Linked DNA regions of Ovis aries: region 1 is linked to region 2. A link is a contact called in public Hi-C data. All regions are on one chromosome and are shown on one strand. The core of a region is the stretch at or near the end of the contact, and the rest is flanking DNA. Distances in the headings are between cores, read along the strand shown. Region 1 holds the start of HMGB2 (high mobility group box 2). Region 2 overlaps SCRG1 (stimulator of chondrogenesis 1).

What was found. A called contact is a pair of places that touch in the nucleus more often than the background predicts.
Region 1: a Hi-C map of mixed tissues shows a contact between it and region 2, with 3 times the contacts expected there. The contact joins the promoter of HMGB2 here to the enhancer-like site in region 2. A contact is called at or near these places in 10 of 16 Hi-C or Micro-C datasets (blood, hypothalamus, liver and 6 more).

The regions. Positions count from the first base shown.
Region 1 is chr2:107,398,171-107,404,158 of ARS-UI_Ramb_v3.0, forward strand. HMGB2 (high mobility group box 2) reads left to right here and starts at 2,704. Exons shown (of 5, transcript XM_015093279.4): 1 at 2,704-2,819; 2 at 3,173-3,356; 3 at 3,610-3,755; 4 at 3,845-4,019; 5 at 4,583-5,131. The coding sequence starts at 3,207. The coding sequence ends at 4,741.
Region 2 is chr2:107,324,368-107,331,011 of ARS-UI_Ramb_v3.0, forward strand. The region is part of intron 1 of SCRG1 (stimulator of chondrogenesis 1); the gene reads left to right. Among named protein-coding and RNA genes, the nearest start is that of SAP30, 48 kb to the right of the region's middle. Within about 2 kb of position 1,709, at least 13 of the 54 cell types and tissues checked have an H3K27ac peak or open chromatin away from gene starts, as enhancers often do. A contact at or near this core is called in hypothalamus, where this site is marked.

The sequences.
Region 1 (5,988 bases), core at 1,454-3,953, 75 kb after region 2:
AGGCTACCGTCCACAGGGTCGCAAAAGTCCGACACAACTGAAGCAACTTAGCATAGCATGGTTACATACTCACAGAATTATAGAGATTGTCCCCCAAATGTCACTTTACTGTCAACTGAAAGTCTAGAAATGTTAAATGTACCATTCAAAATCACAGCCCTTGTTGGACTGTAATTTATTCATTAAAAAAAATTAAAAAACATAAACACTTTCCTCTTTATGATCTTTTAGAAAGATGCCAGTATTCTAAAAAAAATCAAATCTGGAAAATTAGTTTTGGAATATACAAAATTGATGTTTCTGAAAAGAAATGGCTTTAAAGTTGACCACCTTTTCTTTAGAAATACAATCTTATTTTCCCATTTACAGCCATTGCAGGATTAGAAGCAAAATGAGAAACATCTTTAGTACTATCTCTTCAGAGGACATTTCAGTTTTCTGATAAAATTACAATAGTTCGACTAATGGCATAGTGAATATATGCTAAGTAATGCATAATAGTGAACTAGGCCTTTTGTATATTTAATCCATTCTTTCTAAACATTTGGGATTAAGATTTTTGTGTGTGTGATCCAACTCATCATCTGATGCACTTGCTCAGTTGCTTAGTCTGATCCCACTCTTTGTGACTCTATGTGGCCTGCCAGGGCCTCTGTTCATACCAGATTCTCTATATAGTTTCTATTAAAAAAAACTGCTATAACCAACCACTGTCTAGATCTCACTCAAACCTTATTTATGACTTCATTGTGCATCTCAATGTTACTTTTAGATCAGGAAGTACAGCAGAGTGAAGACTTACATGGAGCGTAAAAGTAGACTAAATATAGAAATGTTTTCCTGTTCTTTGCTGTGATGGAATAAAGAATGGAAACTGGTGTCAGCAGGGTTGGCTCCTTCTGATGGTTTTAAGGGAGATCTATTGCAGACCCTTTCCTTAGCTTGTAGATGGCCATCCTCTCCGTGTTTTTTTCACATCATCTTACCGCCATGCCTAACTCTATGGCCAAACTTAACCTTTCTTCTTACAAGGATACTAGTCATATTAGATTAGGGGTCCACCCAGTTCCAGTATGACCTCATCGTAACTAATTACGTTTGCAGTGACCCTATTGTCAAATAAAATCAGTTACAATTGTGCTATAAAAACACACAAAAATTCAAATAAAAAAATCATAATTATTCAAATAGCAACAAAAAGATCATTAATGCCTTAGTTTTCAAATTTATTTTTAAACTCAGTAATACTAAGTACATGCATAACATTGTGCAACTAACATCCATTTCCGTTTTCAAAAACCTAGTTTTTATTAATAAATCTAGATAAATAGCTGCCGGAACTGAGGTTCAACCGAGCCGAATAACAGTATACAAACCAAATAGGAGTACGCAGTCTAACAAATGCCAGCGAAGTTACTGAGTATTTAAAATCTGTTGAAACCAACTGTCACTGTAACATATGCGCCAACAGGAAAAATAACCCTCCAAGTTAAATACAACACAGAAATAGCTTAAGATGTCAGTCAACGTCCTCCTACCCCGGGAAGGGCGACTGGTGACCCCTGGAAGCAGTAAGTTAAGGTCGCTCCGATGCGCTCGCACGCGCTTGTACCAGAAACTAAAACGAAGGTTCTTAACTTGCGCTTGGAGAACCCTTGAAACGACAGGGCACGCTTAAATGCGGTGGGGGGTGCAGAGCGTTCACGAGATTTTCGACAGGAAGGTTTTAAAAACGACCGCATTGCAGGGACCGGACAGGGACCATCGCGGTGACAGCGAGCGGGCCTTAAGGCCAGGGTCGCAAGGCTTAGAACCCTCCGCGGAGCGATCGGGTGAGGGGTTATGAGTGAAGGACGGAGGCGAGGTGTGGACCTAGCCCCGGGTTCGCGGTCTGGGAACTAGGCCCGGGTGCAGGGGCGGGGCCGGGAAGACACCGCCTACCGGCGGCCCTGTTTACCCCGGAATAAGACGCCCAGACAAAGGGAGAGGGAAGAGGGGTCCCGCAGGGACTTCACAGGCGGGGCTATAGCCCCGAACGTTTCCCCCCACCCCTCCTCGGTCCGCGTCACCCGTCTTCCTCTGGTCCTACCCAAGCCTCTGCGACACCTGGCGGGGCTGGCCGTTGGCCGCAGCGCACGCTCCTCAACCTGCCCATTTGTTATTCTCTGGATGGGGCGGCGACCACCGAGCCGGGAGCCAGGGCTGCGGGCCGCGCTGGGGCGGGGGACAAACAGGACCAGGGCAGCCGTCGGGGCCAGCAGGGACGTTACTTCTGCCGCCTCAGCGCCAGCAAACCAAGTGCCGCGAACCCGGAAGACCTGCCCTGCGGCTAGCTACTGGGAATTTTTAAATCCGGCTGGGTTTACCCCGCGGGCCAGCCACGCCCCCCGCCGCCTGCCTCAGCCAGTCAGCGCCAGGCCCGCCATTTTTCAAACCCTCTGCTGGCCGCCAATCAGGATCGAGTAGCACATTCCTCTCCTGACCGGTTCTAACGGGTCTGGGAGTTAACGACCCGGGCGACCCACCGAACCTGCTAGGCTGCGGCCGGGGGGACGGACCTGGCGCCATAATGACCAATAGAAAGCCGTCTTGGTGAGGGGGCGGGGCCTCCTCGAGTTTGAATAATCCCCAGGGCCAATCGGAGCGGCGGGGGTGTGGTCTGTGACCCGGCTCGTCAAGTTGCAGTGGCGCGGAGAAGTCTGCAAAACAAGAGGCGGAGGATTGCGTTAGCGACGAACCAGTTCACGCCGGAGCCAGGGCGGCAGCGTAGCGGTCAGAAGCGGCCGCTGCGCGGAACTCTGAGGAAAATCTCTCACCAGGCAAGAGCCCGCTCCGGGCCCCGGGTGCGCGGTCGGCTGGCCTCCTTCCGTCACGGCTTGCTGGGGCGCCGCTGCTGCTGGGGGCGAGCCCCGCTGCTGGTTTCCGGGTGCGGGCCTGACGGGCCGGGCTGCGGAGGCGCGGAGCTCGGCTGGGCCCGTCTCCGGAGTCTTTGAACGCGGGGCGCGAGGCGGCAGCTGGGGACGCGGCTCGCGGCGTGGAAGCCCGGGGCTTTCCTGTCAGGAAGGGCTAGGCTGGGGCGGGCGGCAGGCCCGCGAGTGTGGCAGGGGGGAGGGCGCGGGCGTTTGGGCGGGAAGCAGCCCCGCCCGCCAGCGCTCGACCGCTCTCCCGCCAGGTGGACAGGCAGCCTCCGCCGCAGCAGCAGCATCATGGGGAAGGGCGACCCCAACAAGCCGCGGGGCAAGATGTCTTCGTACGCCTTCTTCGTGCAGACCTGCCGCGAGGAGCACAAGAAGAAGCACCCCGACTCCTCAGTCAATTTCGCAGAGTTTTCCAAGAAATGTTCCGAGAGATGGAAGGTGAGCCGGGGCGCCTGGGGGCCTCACGCGGGCGGGTGGCCGTGACTTTGAACTTCCCCTCGCGACTGACGCGCACGCCTGTTCTATTACGAGTTTGAAGTACAGGACTTAGGGTGCTTGTTTATTTTAAGGTGACTGAGGCAAAACGGTCCTTACTGAGGAAAACCGGGAGCTAAAGAGGATCACACTTTTTTGGAGACGGATACGGGTTTCGAGTCCTGCTATATATTTACTATTCTTTCTATGCTTACAGACCATGTCGGCCAAGGAAAAGTCCAAGTTCGAAGACATGGCAAAAAGTGACAAAGCTCGCTACGACAGGGAGATGAAAAATTATGTCCCTCCTAAAGGTGACAAGAAGGGAAAGAAAAAAGATCCCAACGCTCCGAAAAGGCCTCCGTAAGTGTCTTTTAAAACCAACCGAATTGCCTCCCCCCCCCTCCATTTTTTTTCATTCAAGTTATTACAACTCTGTTCCTTCCTTTCAGATCTGCCTTCTTCCTGTTTTGCTCCGAACATCGCCCAAAGATCAAAAGTGAACACCCTGGCTTATCCATTGGGGATACTGCAAAAAAACTGGGTGAAATGTGGTCTGAGCAGTCAGCCAAAGATAAACAGCCGTATGAACAGAAAGCAGCTAAGCTAAAGGAGAAATACGAAAAGGTGTGTTGTCCTCACTTTTTTTTTTTAAGCCAGTGTGAAATCCAGTAGATATTTTCTAAATCAGTATGTTAGAAATAGAAACTGTAGAAATTTGGGAGCTATATACATAGTTCTGTGTTAATGGTTTTCAGTTTTGTTTTGAAAAGGTCTAGTGAGAATTGTACACTTAGGCAACGCAAGCTAATTGAAACTTTTCTTTTGACCGAAACCAATGTCTGTAGCATTGGTAGGTTGGTGCATTCAGACTCATTTGTAGTAAAATAGGTCTCTTAGTTGAAAAGACTGGAGGGCCAAATGTTTTATGTAGATGTATCTAAGATGTGAAGTTAGGGGGTGGGGGCTGTGTGAGATTAACAGATAATGGTAGTGAAGTACTGACATCAGTCTAATACACCCCAGTAGTTAGCTTTCTAAGATCTATGGGGATCAAATGCTCTCAAAACCCGAGTTTTAGACTATCATTGGGGTTATTGGCCAATAATCGCAGATTGTTTACAACTTGGTGGTTTTCAAGGTTGGGTAATGACACCGGATGCTGATTTTATTTTTTTTAACTATTTCAGGATATTGCTGCATACCGTGCCAAGGGCAAGAGTGAAGCGGGAAAAAAGGGCCCTGGCAGGCCGACAGGCTCCAAGAAGAAAAATGAACCAGAAGATGAGGAGGAAGAGGAGGAGGAAGAAGATGAAGATGAGGAGGAGGAGGAGGAAGACGAGGAATAAATGGCTATCTTGTAATGATGTGTGTGGAGTGTGTGTGTGTGCTCAGGCAATTGTTTTGCTAAGAATGTGAATTCAAGTGCAGCTCAATATTAGCTTCAGTATAAAAACTGTACAGATTTTTGTATAGCTGATAAGATTCTTTGTAGAGAAAATACTTTTTTATAAATGCAAGTTGTGGCTTTTGAGGGGCTACTACATACAGTTAGAGTTTCAAGCTTCTGATGTTAAATGTTTCTAAATATTTAATGGTTTCTTTAATTTCTTGACTTGTGTATGGTAGCACAGCAAACTCATAGAAATTAGCATCAATAGCAACTTTTGGGTTTTCTAGAATGAGAATGTTGCGTTTTGTTTTTTTAAAAAAATTTTGTAATAAAATTATATATATTATTCCTATTGTTCTTGTCTTATATGCTAAATTAGCTTTTACTTTCATGGTCTGGAGCCATATCACTTTTTTTGTCTTTCTGCCTAATAGTTCTTAGACATGGTTGATTTAGTAAAATGTTTTGTTAAAAGTCAAACATGCCAATATTCATATTTACACAGAGTGTTCTTTAAAAATCAATTCTGGAATTTAATGAACTTTAAAAATGTATGCAGTCTTAACACACTGAGCAAGTTTTCTTCTTGACATTTATGTTCATTTGTTAGCTAACTTGTCTCTTGGGTTTTTTCTTTTTAGTTGGCATTTTAAGATTTCAAAAATCAGTGTGGTCTTAAGCCTAGAATTCTGGGTAACCAAGAAAGCTTTTGAGATGATTATTATGATTTTCCATGACTAATGAGATGAAATTCCACTAGGATTTCTATTTACAGGTGAAAGCAGTTATTAAGAAATGCTCGTTTGAGAAAGCAGTTGCTTGTATTTGAATTAGGTAAATATTTCAAATCATTATCAAGTTATTAGTGAAAGTTGGCTGTTGGCTGGAAGAGTATAGAACAAACCTATTTGTTGATAGTTTGACTGTTAAACCTGACAATCTTGGTTACCTATTCTAGTTTTTACAATAGAAACCAAAATTCTTAATACCCAACCATGGGAGCCTGGGTTGTCTATCTTATGCCATATTCAGAGTAAATATTTTAAAATTTATTTCTTACATAACTGTTAAATGGGAGGTGTAAGTTATTAGCATAATTCCCAGAGCAAATGTACTCAGGTAAAATCTTCAAACTTTTTAGTGATGGCCCTCCATTATCATATCACAGTTATTTGGGGGTCTTTGCTGATTGTAAAAACTAGT
Region 2 (6,644 bases), core at 459-2,958:
GAATTATTGCTTAGCAGGAACACAGCTTTAGTTTTATAAGATGCAAAACGTTACCGAGAAGGATGGTGGTGATGGATGCAGTGTTATGAATGCATTTCACTATCACTGAACTTAAAACTGGGTGAGATGGGACTTCCCTGGTGGCACAGTGGATGAGAATCTGTCTGCCAATGCAGGGGACACGGGTTCAATCCCCGGTCCAGGAAGATTCCACATGCAGTGGAGTAACTAAGCCCATGGGCCACAACTACCAAGCCCATGCGCTGTAACCACTGAAGCCCACGTGCCTCAAACCTGTGTTCTGCAACAAGAGAAGTCACAGCAACAAGAAGCCCACGAACAGCAATCAGAGGGTAACCCTTGCTCACTGCAACTAGAGAAAAGCCTGCACAGTAAAAATAAAAATAAATAAATGAATAAATAAAATTATAAAAAGAAAAATAAATAAAAAGAATCGGTAAGGTGGTAAATTGTATATTATATGTACTTTACACACATACATACAACTGTAAAAAAGAATAGCATAACTATTTAAAAACAAACAAAAATAACCCTTAGCAGTTTCTTAAGCCTTCTATATGCCAACATGTCCACAGAGCACAGCAGAAGGAGCAGTGACTTTGGGGTCAGATGGGCCTGGTTTGAAATCTGAAAATCCTGCTCTACTATATAGTCAAAGCTATGATTTTTCCAATAGTCATGTACAGATGTGAGAGTTGGACCATAAAGAAGGCTGAAGAATTGATGCTTTCAAACTGTGCTGTGGCAGAAGACTCTTGAGAGTCCCTTGGACTGCAAGGAGATCAAACCAGTCAATCCTAAAGGAAATCAATCCTGAATATTCATTGGAAGAAGTGATGCTGAGGCTCCAATACTTTGGGCACCTGATGTGGAGGGCAATTCACTGGAAAAGACCCTGATGCTGGAAAGATTGAAGGCAGGAGGAGAAGGGGGCGACAGAGGATGAGATGATTGGATGGTAGCATCTACTCAATGGACATGAGTTTGAGCAAGCTCGGGGAGACAGTGAAGGACAGTCCATGGGATCACAAAGAGTCAGACGTGACTGAGCAACTGAACAACAACTATATTAACACCTCAGGTTAAAGCGTCTGCCTGCAATGCAGGAGACCTGGGTTCAGTCCCTGGGTCAGGAAGAACCCCTGGAGAAGGAAATGGCAACCCACTCCAGTATTCTTGCCTGGAGAATCCCATGGACGGAGGAGCCTGGTGGGCTACAGTCCACGGGGTCACAAAGAGTCAGACACGACTGAGCAACTTCACTCTCTTCTCCTGTATAAAACTGAGCAGAAGAGAGCATGTTTTTTCAGCTTTGAAGGTACTCTACTGCCTGGAGAAAGTTACTTAATCTCTCTGCATCTCAATTCCACCCTTAACATATGGAATATAATATCAGTCTCACAGTTTAGCCATGAGAAGTAAAGATAAGGTGGTTAAATGTAAGTTCTTGTTCCCTTTAAACACAAGGCTGTTAGGATGCCCATGTATGAATCTATCAGACAAGCTCAGCATCAGCAGAGATACATATAAGGCTATGGCTTTCTGTGGGTACTTTTTGCAAGAACCGTTGAGCTCTTATGATATGAAATATTAAAAAATCAAATATATTAAGCTGGCCTATAGCTTGATACTAGGGATATTCACTGGTTCACAATAAACAAAGAGGAAGGAGGAGTTACACAATGCATCTCTGTTCTAATTACTCAATCACTACTCAACTGAAACCTTGCTTCATAAGAGCTTAGCCACAGCCTCTGGGAGCAATAAACATCCTGCATTGCAAACCCCATTTTGCCATCTCACAGAACCTCCATAAATCTCAGTTGCAAGTGAAGGTATCTCTTATTTTATCTATGTAGCAACTATTTCAAGGTCATTTTTACAACAGTCATCACTATTAGTCCTCTGGCCAACTCTCCCAGTCAGGGAAAGAAGACATTAATATGCAATGCTGGTATTTCTATTTTGCATTTAGGGCCTCCCTGGTGGTTCAGTACTAAAGAGTCCGTCTGCCAATGCAGGAGATATCCATTCAGTCCCTGGGTGGGGAAGATCTCCTGGAGAAGGAAACGAAAACCCAGTCCAGTCTTCTTGCCTGGAGAATTCCATGGACAGAGGAGCCTGGCAGGCTACAGTCCATGAGGTCCCAAAGAGTCGGACATGACTTAGCAACTAAACACTGAACAACCACCTCTGCAGAGAGTATTAGATAAGCAGTGGTGGATTCCCATTGCAGGTCTCCCCTTTTCTAAACAGACCCAGATTATCTGTCTACCACACCTCCAACCACATTAACCCCAGACAGGGTTTCTTCAGATGAAACACAACACAGTTCTGCTCTGTTCATATTCAGTCATTTTCCTGAGCCTGTGCCTGGCTCATCCTAACCGTTCCCCGTCTTCTCAGCGTGTCATGACAGGCTCTCAGCAAGAGTGGACTGCAGGGTCTCGTCCCTTATGTCCTGATTCTTATTGCTTCCACTGATGGAGTGACTTTCCAGGTCTGGGAACACTTTCCTATGTGTGTGACAAGTTCCCGCAGCCTTCCTGGAGCAGGACGATGCCTCTCGCTGCCTGGCTCAGAACCAGTGACTCTGCTCATCTGTGGCATGCCCTGTGATGTGTTGTATTTATTCTGCCTGTGCACATTCCTGCCTTCCTAGAGGGAGACGTGAATAAACCACCCGGCCTTTCCCCGCAAGAAAGTAATTTTTTCACCTTAGGTGGGCCATCTGTTTCTCTGATCACAGCTCTGCTTTGACTTGATTTGAATACATCTTGTCCCAGGCGTTTTGCCAGCTGTACCAAAAGAAAAAAAAAAGCTGTAGGCTCCAGGAAATGGAGCAACTAAAAGTGGTTTCCCTGTAATGTCAGGTCACTCTTTCTTTCTGAAATGCAACTTATGGAATTAACCTAAAGGAAATTGTGCATCACTCTCCGTAGGGGTGGTTTGCAGAGTGGCAGGAGGCCCTGATAACAACCAACCATGAATTTCCTAAGTCTCAGTCTCACTGAGGTATGTCGCTAGATTTAGCACTGTCCCTATAAATGGAGAGGAAAACTGGGTGCTTGCACTGGACCCCAAACAGAGGCCCCCTAAGCTAAAGGTTCTCCTCAACACCAGACGCAGACCCAGTCCACACATGCAGTTTCAGTATTCATTTCTCAGTCTCACTCAAATGACTGCTCCTTTCCTTTTTTTTTTTTTTTTGTATTTAACTTTTTACTTTATATTGGAGTATAGTCAATTAACAATGTTGTGATAGCTTCAGGTGGACAGCAAAGGAGCTCATCAAATGGCTGATTCTGGTGCTCAGGTGTGTTAAGAAAATTTTCCTTAAACCATTTGGAATTAAAGATCTCTTCTTAAGTGCCCAAGCTATTGGGGAAAAAGTATTACCCAGGGCAGAGTGTCAAAATATTCAGGCTGCATAGCAAAATAAATATTCAAGAAAATGAAATGACATCCTATATAATGGGAAAAATATTTACAAATCTTATGTCTAGTAGGGGGTTGATAGCTAAAATATATAAAGAATTTATTCTAAAATCCTATAGGAAATCATCCCTGAATATTCATGGGAAGGACTGATGCTGAAGCTGAAGCTCTAATGCTTTGGCCACCTGATTCAAAGAGATGACTCACTGGAAAAGACCCCAATGCTGGGAAAGATTGAGGGCAGGAGGAGAAGGAGGGAACAGAGGATGAGATGGCTGGATGGCATCACCGACTCAATGGACATGAGTTTTCGCAAACTCCAGGACACAGCAAAGGACAGGGAAGCCTGGGGTGCTGCAGTCCATGGGGTCACAAAGAGTCAGACATGACTTAGTGACTGAACAACAATAAAGAATTCATACAACTAAATAGCCAACAAACAAACAAACAATCCAATTTAAAAATGGGCCAATTCTACTTTTGGTTTATTTAAAATGGACCTACCATATGATCCAGCAATTTTACTTCTGGAAATATAACGGAAGGAAATGAAAACACTACATTGAAGAGATACCCATGTTCATAGCAGCACTGCTCACAACAGCCAAAACATGGAAACAACTGAAGTGAACACTGATAAATAAATGGGTGAAGAAGCTGCAGTCTATATATATACACACACACAACGGAATATTCAGCCATAAGAAAGAAGGAAATTCTGCCATTTGCAAGATGTGAATAGAACTTGAGGGCATTGTGCTAAGTGAAATAAGTCAGACACAGAAAGACAAATACTGTATGCCCTCAATTACACGGGGAATCTTGAAAAGAAAAACTGCATTGAAAAAGAGATCAGATGTGTGGTTACCAAAGGCAAGGCGTGAGAAGAAGACGGGGCCTTGAGCTACTCAGAAGGGACAAGACCATGGCTGATATCCAGCCCTATGCACTGGCACAGTGTTCCTGCAGGTTAACACACAGAACCACGGCCCTGAGGGCTGATAAACAGCTGAGGTTAGACCACATATCACTGGATGACCATCTAAGGCCACCCTGCAGGTGGTAATGGACTTGGGATACTGGTCCATGAGCCAAGCAGCTCAAGGTTGGTAGCTGCATGGACACAGACCCTGTGGGCCCTCAGGAGGGGCCCGGGTGGGCAGGAGGTCAGTGGGGGACACCACTGCAGGTGGGGACGGAAGCAAAGGGGCTCCAGGTACAGGCTCCATGAGCTGTAATTTTTTTAAAAGATTTTTTTGATGTGGACCATCTTAAAAGTCTTCACTGAATTTTTTACAATATTGTTTCTGTTTTATGGTTTGGTTTTCTGGGCCAAGAGACATGTGGGATCTTAGCTTCCTGACCAGCGGGTCAAACCTGCACCCTCTGCTTTGAAAAATGAAGTTTTGACCACTGGACCACCAGGGAAGTCCCCATCCAGAAATTTCTAAACATCAATAAGAGACTTAGAAATAATTAGAATGATTTGGTGGCCATTTTCTTATATCACAGCATAAGTAGCTTCAGGATGAGTTTAGTTTAGAGAATACACAGGGAAAATTTAATTTCTTACTTATATAATGATTTACTGAAATACATTTGTTTATAAAATGTATTTTGCCACGTAAGTGGTTAAATACTCTGCACATCATTGTTAGACTGGGCAGCAGTAAGCTGGGGGATAGCGACTCAGCCGGTGGAGCCTGTAAAGGCTTCACTGAACCCCTGCTTCCCACCATCCTGGAATGACCAGACTTGGGCAGATACGGGTTTCGTTTGATTGACAAGCGAAATGTCATTTTCCATCTGTGGCTGAGGACTGGGCCCACCACATCCAATCAGGAGTTCCCAGCCACTGCTGCTCTCCTGAACCTTCCAAAGGGTCTGACCTGCTGTGCAAGTACAGACTCTGCAAAGGAAATGCCGGGTTAGGTTTCTAGTGACTTTGCCAGGACACAGAGGGCCAGGAGTTCTGTTTAACACATAGCTAGTGAGCATCTAAATCAGGCCAGGCAGAGTCTGGGCACTAAGGATGCACAACATCAGAAAGGACAAAAAACCCTACACCCGGAGCCAATGAGGAATTGTAGGTGGTCCTTATTCAAAGGCCGAGGATGGATAGACTGAGCCCAGGAGAAGCCTCTGACCTCAAGTCAGCACCCTCTGCTCTGTCCTCCTCGGGCTGGAATATGAGAACACGGTGATTAATTCCACAGAACGGTGGGGCTGATCTACCCTGAGACGGGTAAGCATCATAAGGACAGGCTCCAGGAAAGAACTCCTGCCATACGTTGACTGCTCCTTTGCCACAATTTAGTATCTAAAATTCTGCCATTCAAAAAGCATTTTCCAACAGCTGTTCCTTAGAATCTCATCACTCAAGATTCCTAGTTAAAAATATTTTTTCAGCTGTTAAACAAATTTGGCAAACACTTGAGCTCTTGGTGAGTCACAATGAACTGGCATACTAATCTGTAGGACCTCCATTGATTTTGGATTCAAAATTTGGGCATCTCTGTTTTTTTATTATTTGTTTAAGCCTCCATCCCTCCACATTGTAGGTAATTCAGTATCTCTCTCTCAGGGACTCTCTATTCCCCAAATTGTTCACAACCTGGGAATTTACTTAGTCCAAAGGGAGCAGTCTTGTTTCAAAATTCCAGAGAGAAAAAACTGATCTGCCCATTAGAAGTTCTGATTTTACAAAACAATGTGGAATTGGCACAAAAGAGACATATGGATCAATGGAACAGGATACAGAGCCCAGAAATAAACCCACACAACCATGTTCAATTTATCTTTGACAAAGGAGGCAAGAATATACAATGGAGAAAAGACAGTCTCTTCAGCAAGCTCTGCTGGGAGAGCACTTAATCAATGAAGTTAGAACACACTTTCACACCCTAAACAAAAATAAACTCAAAATGGCTTAAAGACTTAAAAGATAGGACACCATAAAATTCCTAGAAGAGAACACAGGCAAAACATTCTCTGAGATAAACCATACCAATGTTTTCTTAGGACAGTCTCCCAAGGCAATAGAAATGAAAGCAAAAATAAACAAATGGGACCTAAACAAACTTACAAGTTCTTGCATGGCAAAGGAAACCATAAACAAAACTAACAGATAACCTACCAGCAGTAGAAAATATTTACAAACAATGTGACCAACAAGGAATTAATTT